2 separate regions of the Mus musculus genome follow, and region 1 is linked to region 2. A link is a contact called in public promoter capture Hi-C data. All regions are on one chromosome and are shown on one strand. The core of a region is the stretch at or near the end of the contact, and the rest is flanking DNA. Distances in the headings are between cores, read along the strand shown. Region 1 holds the start of Fbxl18 (F-box and leucine-rich repeat protein 18). Region 2 holds the start of Mmd2 (monocyte to macrophage differentiation-associated 2).

The links. Promoter capture Hi-C pulls out the DNA fragments that hold promoters and counts their contacts.
Region 1: a contact with region 2 is called in a promoter capture Hi-C map of frontonasal cranial neural crest. The contact joins the promoter of Fbxl18 here to the promoter of Mmd2 in region 2. A contact is called at or near these places in 4 of 39 promoter capture datasets (cranial neural crest, frontonasal cranial neural crest, hippocampal neurons and 1 more), 2 of 115 datasets of contacts at active chromatin or transcription factors (both in embryonic stem cells) and 1 of 9 other capture datasets (adipose tissue).

The regions. Positions count from the first base shown.
Region 1 is chr5:142,892,833-142,896,640 of GRCm38.p6, forward strand. Fbxl18 (F-box and leucine-rich repeat protein 18) reads right to left here and starts at 2,406. Exons shown (of 5, transcript NM_001033312.3): 1 at 2,278-2,406. It overlaps Gm38733 (a long non-coding RNA gene), which reads left to right and starts at 2,472. Exons shown (of 2, transcript XR_003955825.1): 1 at 2,472-2,635.
Region 2 is chr5:142,606,756-142,610,254 of GRCm38.p6, forward strand. Mmd2 (monocyte to macrophage differentiation-associated 2) reads right to left here and starts at 1,997. Exons shown (of 7, transcript NM_175217.6): 1 at 1,803-1,997. The coding sequence starts at 1,852.

The DNA of each region.
Region 1 (3,808 bases), core at 1,156-3,655, 290 kb after region 2:
AAAAAAAAACCAAAAACAAAAACAAAAACAAAAAAAAAACACACTTGCTGGGTGTGGTGGCACAAACCTTTAATCCCAGCACTTGTGGGGACAGAGGCAGAAGGATCTCTGTGAGTTAAAGGCCAGCCTGATCTACATAATGAGATTCTGTCTCAAAAATAATTAATTAAAAAATGCTTTCTAGGGCTGGAGAGATGGCTCAGTGGTTAAGAGCACTGACTGCTCTTCCAAAGGTCCTGAGTTCAATTTTCCAGCAACCACATGGTGGCTCACAACCATCTGTAATGGGATCCAATGCCTTCTTCTGGTGTGTCTGAAGACAGCTACAGTGTACTCACAAAATAAATAAATAAATACATCTTTTATTTTAAAAAATGCTTTCTAAAGTAAAGAGTGCTTGTGGACATCCAACATTGATTTGGGGCCTCCACAAGCACTCCCACATTCGAGAGCACGCACAGGAGCCAAGCACAGCAATGTGGGTCTACAGTCCTGGCTACTTAGGAGGCTGAGACGGGAAGACACCTTGAACCTGTGAAGTTGACAGCAGCCTAGGCACCATAGCAAAATCTAATCTCAGAGGCTCAAACCTTACTGGCTGGCTATGTTGCTCACTCAGGGAACAGAGGAGCTTTTGAGTCAGGACTCCATAGGATCACACGAGCAGACATGTCTATTTAATCCCTAGGACGTAGAAGTCATTGAGAGCTACTAATACAGCAATACTATCCTGGAACTCCTCTTGCTAGAGACATAACTTTCTACCACCTCACTCCTCTCTCATTAGTCTAGAGCTGGACCACACACTCTCTTTCCTGTCAATCAAAGAGACACTTCTGAGTCCAGTTTTCTTCAAAGAAAGAGAAGCTTCCAACAGACCCCAGACATAGTCCTCATACCCTGGAAAACACTTGTAAGTCTCACTGGATAAATGCAAGGAAACTCCTAGGACTTAAAAGTGTGCCCAGAGATCAGCAAGACGGCTAAGTGAGCAAGAGAGCTTGCCTTGCAAACCCGATGACCCAAGTTCAAACCCTGGGACCCACATAAAATGCTGGATGCAGTGACCCACATCTGCCATCCCAACACTGCTAGCGCAAAGTGAGAGGAGGAGATAGGGGCATCTGTCAAAAGCTCACAAGCCAGCTACTCTGGAGTATACACCATCAAGAGAGATCCTGTCTCAACTGGGGGGAAAGGCAGAAGCGATAATTTAGTACTACTCTTTCGGAGGACCTGAGTTCGATTCCCAGTACCCACACTGGGGAGGCGAATAACCACCTGTGTAACTCCAACACCGGGTGCACATGATCCTCTGGTCTCCTCAGACACCTGTACTCATGTACACATACCCACACACAGTTATACATACACACATACACACACACACACACACTAATATAAACCAGATAAAAGGCAACAACCAACTCTTCAAAGTGGTCCTCTGACTTCCACATGTACGCCACGACACGCACCCATGACATGCACATGCCAGTACTCACGCATACACACACGCTAATATGATAAATAGGTGTACCCCCAGATGCGAGTACCTAGGAAAGAACAAATATAACTCAAGATAGGGAGGAAGGCAACAGGGAAGCTACCAGGTGCTCCCCTAACCCCCGCCACGGCCCCATACTGTCGTCTGCAGAAAAAAATACTGCACACCCGTAACAAGACGCAGTGGGATTCTCCAGCTGACCTAGATCATAAAGCTCTGGGGTCAGTCCGACGCCCTATCACACTCCCGCGCATCACAAGTAGACTCCAGAAAGAAGTGGGCTGCACTTAAGCTGATAGAAAAAAAGAAGAAGCCAGGGCTGGGAATGGGGTCGAAGCCCTGAGTTCCACCCTTAGCTGCACATTAACCACCGCGTGATGATGCACACCTGTAACCCCAGATTTACAAAGGCTACAATAGAAAGATTGCTGTACGTTCAAAACCAGCCTGGGCTGCACACTGAACTCCAGGCTAGACTGGGCTACAGTGTAAAACAAACAAGAAAACACAAGCAGAAGGGACAACGTCCCATAGCTGCGAGGGCAGAGCCAACACACAAGGAGACGGGGGAAAGGCCTGGAAACTCAGCAGGCCACGTGAAAGGGTCCATTCTGGCCATCGAGATTGTGCGCCTGGGAACAGATGGGGTCAGGAGAGGAGAGGGCCTGGTAGGAGGGTAGGAGACGGCAAGGATGGGCCTTGGAATAAAGCCAGGGTCGGGAGGGAAGCCCAGAGGGGACTCCAGCCGCCGGGGCTGGAGGTGCAGGTCGTACCTCTCCGGAGCTAGCCGCCGGAGCTGCAGCCTCACAGTCCCCCAGCCTGCCAGCGTAGGGATGCTCGAAGCCGGCGCGGCCACAGCTCCACAGAGACCCCGGTAAGGGGCGTGGCTGCGGCGCACGCCTAGACGTACTTCCGCTTGCGCCCGGATGGACCCGGTGCGGTCGCCATGTTGGGTGTGGCATAAAGTACTCTCAGGATTCAGAGGCGTCCAGAAGGTCACGAGTGACCAGTCTCTTAAGCTACCTCCGCAGTTTCTTGCTGTCGCTCCAACAACATGCGTTCTGCTCCAGGCCTTTGCATTTGCCATTCGCGCTACACACTGCGCTCCAAGTCATCTGTCACAGCGCTCAGGTATCCTAGATAACCATAGCAACCTTCATGTGCACACGCTCCTGAATTTGCCCCTCATCTTGCGTTACAACTCTCAATAGCTCTTTGCACCGCCTGACTTGCTAAGCCTTTTTGCTTGTTTTGAGTCTCACTCTGTAGTCCTGGCTGTCCTGGAATTAGCTATAAAGACCAAGCTGGCCTTGAAGTCACAAAATCCGCCTACCTCTGCCTCCCATCTATGCCTAGGCCACTGTTTATTTAATGTATGTGAGTGCACTGGAGCTGTCTTCAGACAAAGTTTCTGGGAATTGAACTCAGGACCTCTGGAAGAGCAGTCAGTGCTCTTAACCGCTGAGCCATCTCTCCAGCCCCATCTTGTTTTGTTGTTGTTGTTGTTGGTTTTTGGTTTTGTTTTGTTTTTTTGTTTGTTTGTTTGTTTGTTTTGGGTTTATCGAGACAGGGTTTCTCTGTATAGCCCTGGCTGTCCTGGAGCTCACTTTGTAGACCAGGCTGGCCTCGAACTCAGAAATCCGCCTGCCTCTGCCTCCCGAGTGCTGGGATTAAAGGCGTGCGCCACCACGCCCGGCTGTTTTGTTTTTTAACACTACTGAGGATTGAACCTAAGGCTTCCTTTCATGCGTGCTAAGTAAGCACCCTGCCTGTACCCCCATAACTAAGCAGAGAGTCTGCCTGGTACTGTTCTTTGCATGTCAACACTGAACAAATAAATATTTGCTGAATAAATGAATAATAAATGTTTCCACGGCGTTTCCAGTTAAAAATGGTTTCCTAGAGCTCGTGAAATGACTCGTCAGGGAAAGGAGCTTGACTCTGACTGACCACCTGAAGTGAGTTTGATTCCAAGGACCCACACGCTGGAAGGAGAAGACTGCCTTCTAGAAGCTGCCCTCTGGTGTCTGTGTCTGCACTGGTCATGCACATGTGCTCTCGCTCGAGTGTACACAGAGAAAGAGTCAGGAAGGAAGTCCAGATGGTTTAAAATTAAGATAATAGTTTAATGGGAGCTGGGGATGTAGTTCATTTGAGTATTTGTCTAGCAGATACATAACCCGGGGTTCCGTCCCTGGCACTATATAAACCAAACCAAACGGAAACAATCTTAGGACTCAGAAAGTGGAGGCAGGAAGACCTGCAGGTCAAGGTTACCCTAGGCTATATAGTGAGTTTGAAGCC
Region 2 (3,499 bases), core at 747-3,246:
TTTTGAGGCAGGGGCATCTCACTGGGACCCAAGGCCTAAGTACTTGAGGCTGGATGACCAGCAAGCTCCGGGCATTGCTTGTCTCCTCCTCCAGGGCACTAGGATCACAAGGATGCCACCACATCTGGCTTTCTATCTTGAGCATTGGGGTTCAAATTCAGGCTCTCATTATTGAGTGGTAAACACCCTACCAGCTGGGCTCTTTTTCCAGCCCTATATCTGCTTTCCGTTGCCGGAACAGAACACCCGAGACATGCTAGCTGAAAGAATTAGAAGTTTGTGGGCCGGGGAAGTAGCTCAGTAGACTCGTCTACCATGCACAAGGCACTGGGTTCAGTCCCCAGCATTGCATCCATAAACCTAACCCAGCACTTAGATCGGGAATTTGAGACCATCCCCAGCTGTGAGTTAGGGACCAGCTTAGGATCCACAGAACAGAGGCTCTGGAGACTGGAACATCCAAGTCTATTGCTGGCTTCAGTTCTGGGGCAGTAAATCTGCAAGTGTGCAGAGAAATGGTGAGCCTGGAGGCTCACCATTTACTCAAGTGAAACAGTTCTATCTCCTACGACCGGGTCTTTTCTCAAAGGCCTATCTCTCCATCCGCCACAGAGGCAATCACATCTCCATGAGCAGCCAGGCATACCAGCCCACACTTGTAATCCCAGCCTTCAGGAGGCTGAGGCCAAAGGACTGCTGTCCGTGTAAGGCTGACCTGGGCCACATAGTGTGTTTCAGAGAAGCCTGGGCTACTAGGCTATAGAATGAGACATTTTTTAAAAATAAAATTAAAAAAAGGACTAGGAAAGGCATGACAAGATGGCTCAGCAAGTCACGGAGTTTGCCACAAAAGCCTGGAGACCAGGGTTCAATCTCTGGAATTCATAGATAGTGGGAAGGAAAGATTCAACTCCACAACATTGTCTGACCTCCATATATGTGTGGGGTACACAACCCCACATGCAATAAAAATAATAGTAATAATAATGATACTCGTTCAAGACAACCAAATCAAATCAAAATGCACACCAGATAATGAAAACTTCGTATTAAAAAAACACAATGCAAAATAACTCACAACTAACGTGTTCAGATGGGAATCAGGTATACAAAATGTTAACTAAAATATACTCTTGTGAGTCCCAGCCCTAATTTCAGCATCCAGGGGGGCTAAGGCTGAAGAATTAAGTTCAAGACAAGCCTGGGCTACATAGTGAGATCAAGGCCAGCCTAGGGTATGTAGCAAGACTGTCTCGAAAACAGGAAAAGAAGGACCAGTGTTCCCGAGCTAGACAGAGCTCTGTGAGGTCAAAGGACAGCTTGGTCTACAAAGGAGGGTCCAAGCCAGCCAGGACTACTATAGTGAGACCTGACTCAAAAAATAAATAAATAAAATAAAAGAAAGAAAAGAAAAGAAATCTGGGTTCAGGGAGGACCCCAGAGAGCTCCACAGGGATGGAGCAGTTCCCCCACCCTTAGATTTGCTTTCTAAGGATCATCTCATATAATCCTCCGTGGTTCCGAATGGTGGAGACTCTCAGAGTTCACCGGGTCGCAAATGTGGAAACTGAGCTTTGGACCGAAGAAGCACCTCGCCCAGGGGAAAAAGGAAACTCGGAGAATCCGCTGCGCTGAGCGCAAAAGCGGGGTGACAATTACCACTCCGTTATGAAGAAGCTGGGTTGTTCTAGCCCCAGGCAACGGGGTCTGTGCATCGAGCCCAGTTCTCCAGACAGTGGGGAAAGGAAAGAAGGATCTTGGTGTCCTGGCCCCTGTCTATCACCCCCTGACCCGCTACTCACCTTGCATATTTGGTTTTCTGGAAATCCAGCAGCCTGGCCAGAGTGAACATCGCCGCGGTTCCATCAGCGCCCAGACCAGGGCTGGGACGCGGGAACACCAGGAGCCGCTTCGGGAGGCGCAGCAGGTTGGAAAGGTGTCAGATCCTCGGGCTGCTCCAGGGCCTTGAACAGACCCGATCAGTTGCCTCCGGAGCCCCGAGCCCCTGAGCCTGGAGTCTCCCGGATCGCAAATCCCGAGCAGATGGTGGCGGGGGCGGGGCGGGGGCGGGATATGGGGGGGACTTGGGCGCACGCTGCCAATCGCCCGGCTGGGAGGCCCCCTCCCTCCTGCTAGCTTCTCCCCGGGTCCCCTCCACCCCATTGCTGTTCTAGCCAGCAGAAGACAGCTTGGACTAGACTGAACTGCCTCTGTTACGGCTTGCCATCCGGGCAGCACTGCAAAGCCACAGGGGACGCCTGGGGACCGAACTAGGTGGCACCCTCAGTTTACTTATTGCAGGCTCTTAGCCCTGAATCCACCCTACCATCCAGGACTCTGTGTCTCTAGGAACCATCTTGCTCCACCCCCTCCCATTCCACCTTCGCCGCTGCTCCCCTCCCCCCTGCCCCCTGCCCCAATCCCCATTCACATCCACATCCCAGTACCAAGATGGGGACATTCCATCATGTTCAGAATCTACAGCCCCAAGTCTATCCTCATGTCTTCAAACTCCAGTTTTCTTTTTATTATTACTTTATTGCATTTTAATATTTTAAAGCATTTATTTTTAATTTATGTGTGTATATGTGCGCAGGGTGGGGGTGGGGCTATGTGCATATGTGAGTGCAAGTGTGTGGAGATAAGAAGTCTGGGATCCCCAGGAGCGGGAGTTAGGGGCAGTTGTGAGGCAACCGAAGCGGGTGTTGGGATTCGAACTCCAATCCTCTGTATGCACAGGAAGCACTCAACCGCTGAGCAAGCTCTCCAGCCGCCTGCAGTTACGTATTTATCATGCGTGTAGAGGGCAGAAGGCAACTTGCAGGAGTTAGCTTTGTTCCTACACCATGGACAACTTAGGGACAAAACTCAGGTCTTCCGGCTTGAAGACAAGCATCTTTACCTGTTGAGCTGGCTCACCAGCCACCAGATTCAGCTTTCTGCTTTAGGGGGGGGCGTGACATCTTTGGAGGACGTGGGAACCCAATCTGTCTCTGAACATTTTGAACACCCCTTGAGGGAGCTGCAGGGGCAAGATGGTCTTTGGTGTTCATGACAGCTACTATTGTTGACTTTCCACTTGGCAGGATCTAGAATCACCAAAGATACAACCTCTGGGCATGTCTGTGAGGGATCTTATTGGTTGGGTAAGGGAAGGAAGGCCACCCCTAAATGTGAGCTGGACCTTGATCCTGGGCTGGGGGCTGGCCTTGAATAAAAGAAATATTGTGAACTTAATGCCAGAGTTCCTGTCTCCTAGATTCTTTTTGTTGTTGGTGGTGGCGGTTTTGTTTTTAGAGATAGGGTTTCTCTGGGTCGCCCTGGCTACCACTCTGTAGACCAGGCTGCCCTTGAACTCAGAGATCCACTTACCTCTGCCTCAATGCTGGGATTAAAGGTGTGCATCACCCCGGCCCAGCATCTCTCTGCTTCTTGACCATGTATGCAAGGTGACCAGATGGGTCCCCAAATTGACGACAAGTCCTCTCCTCCTCCACCA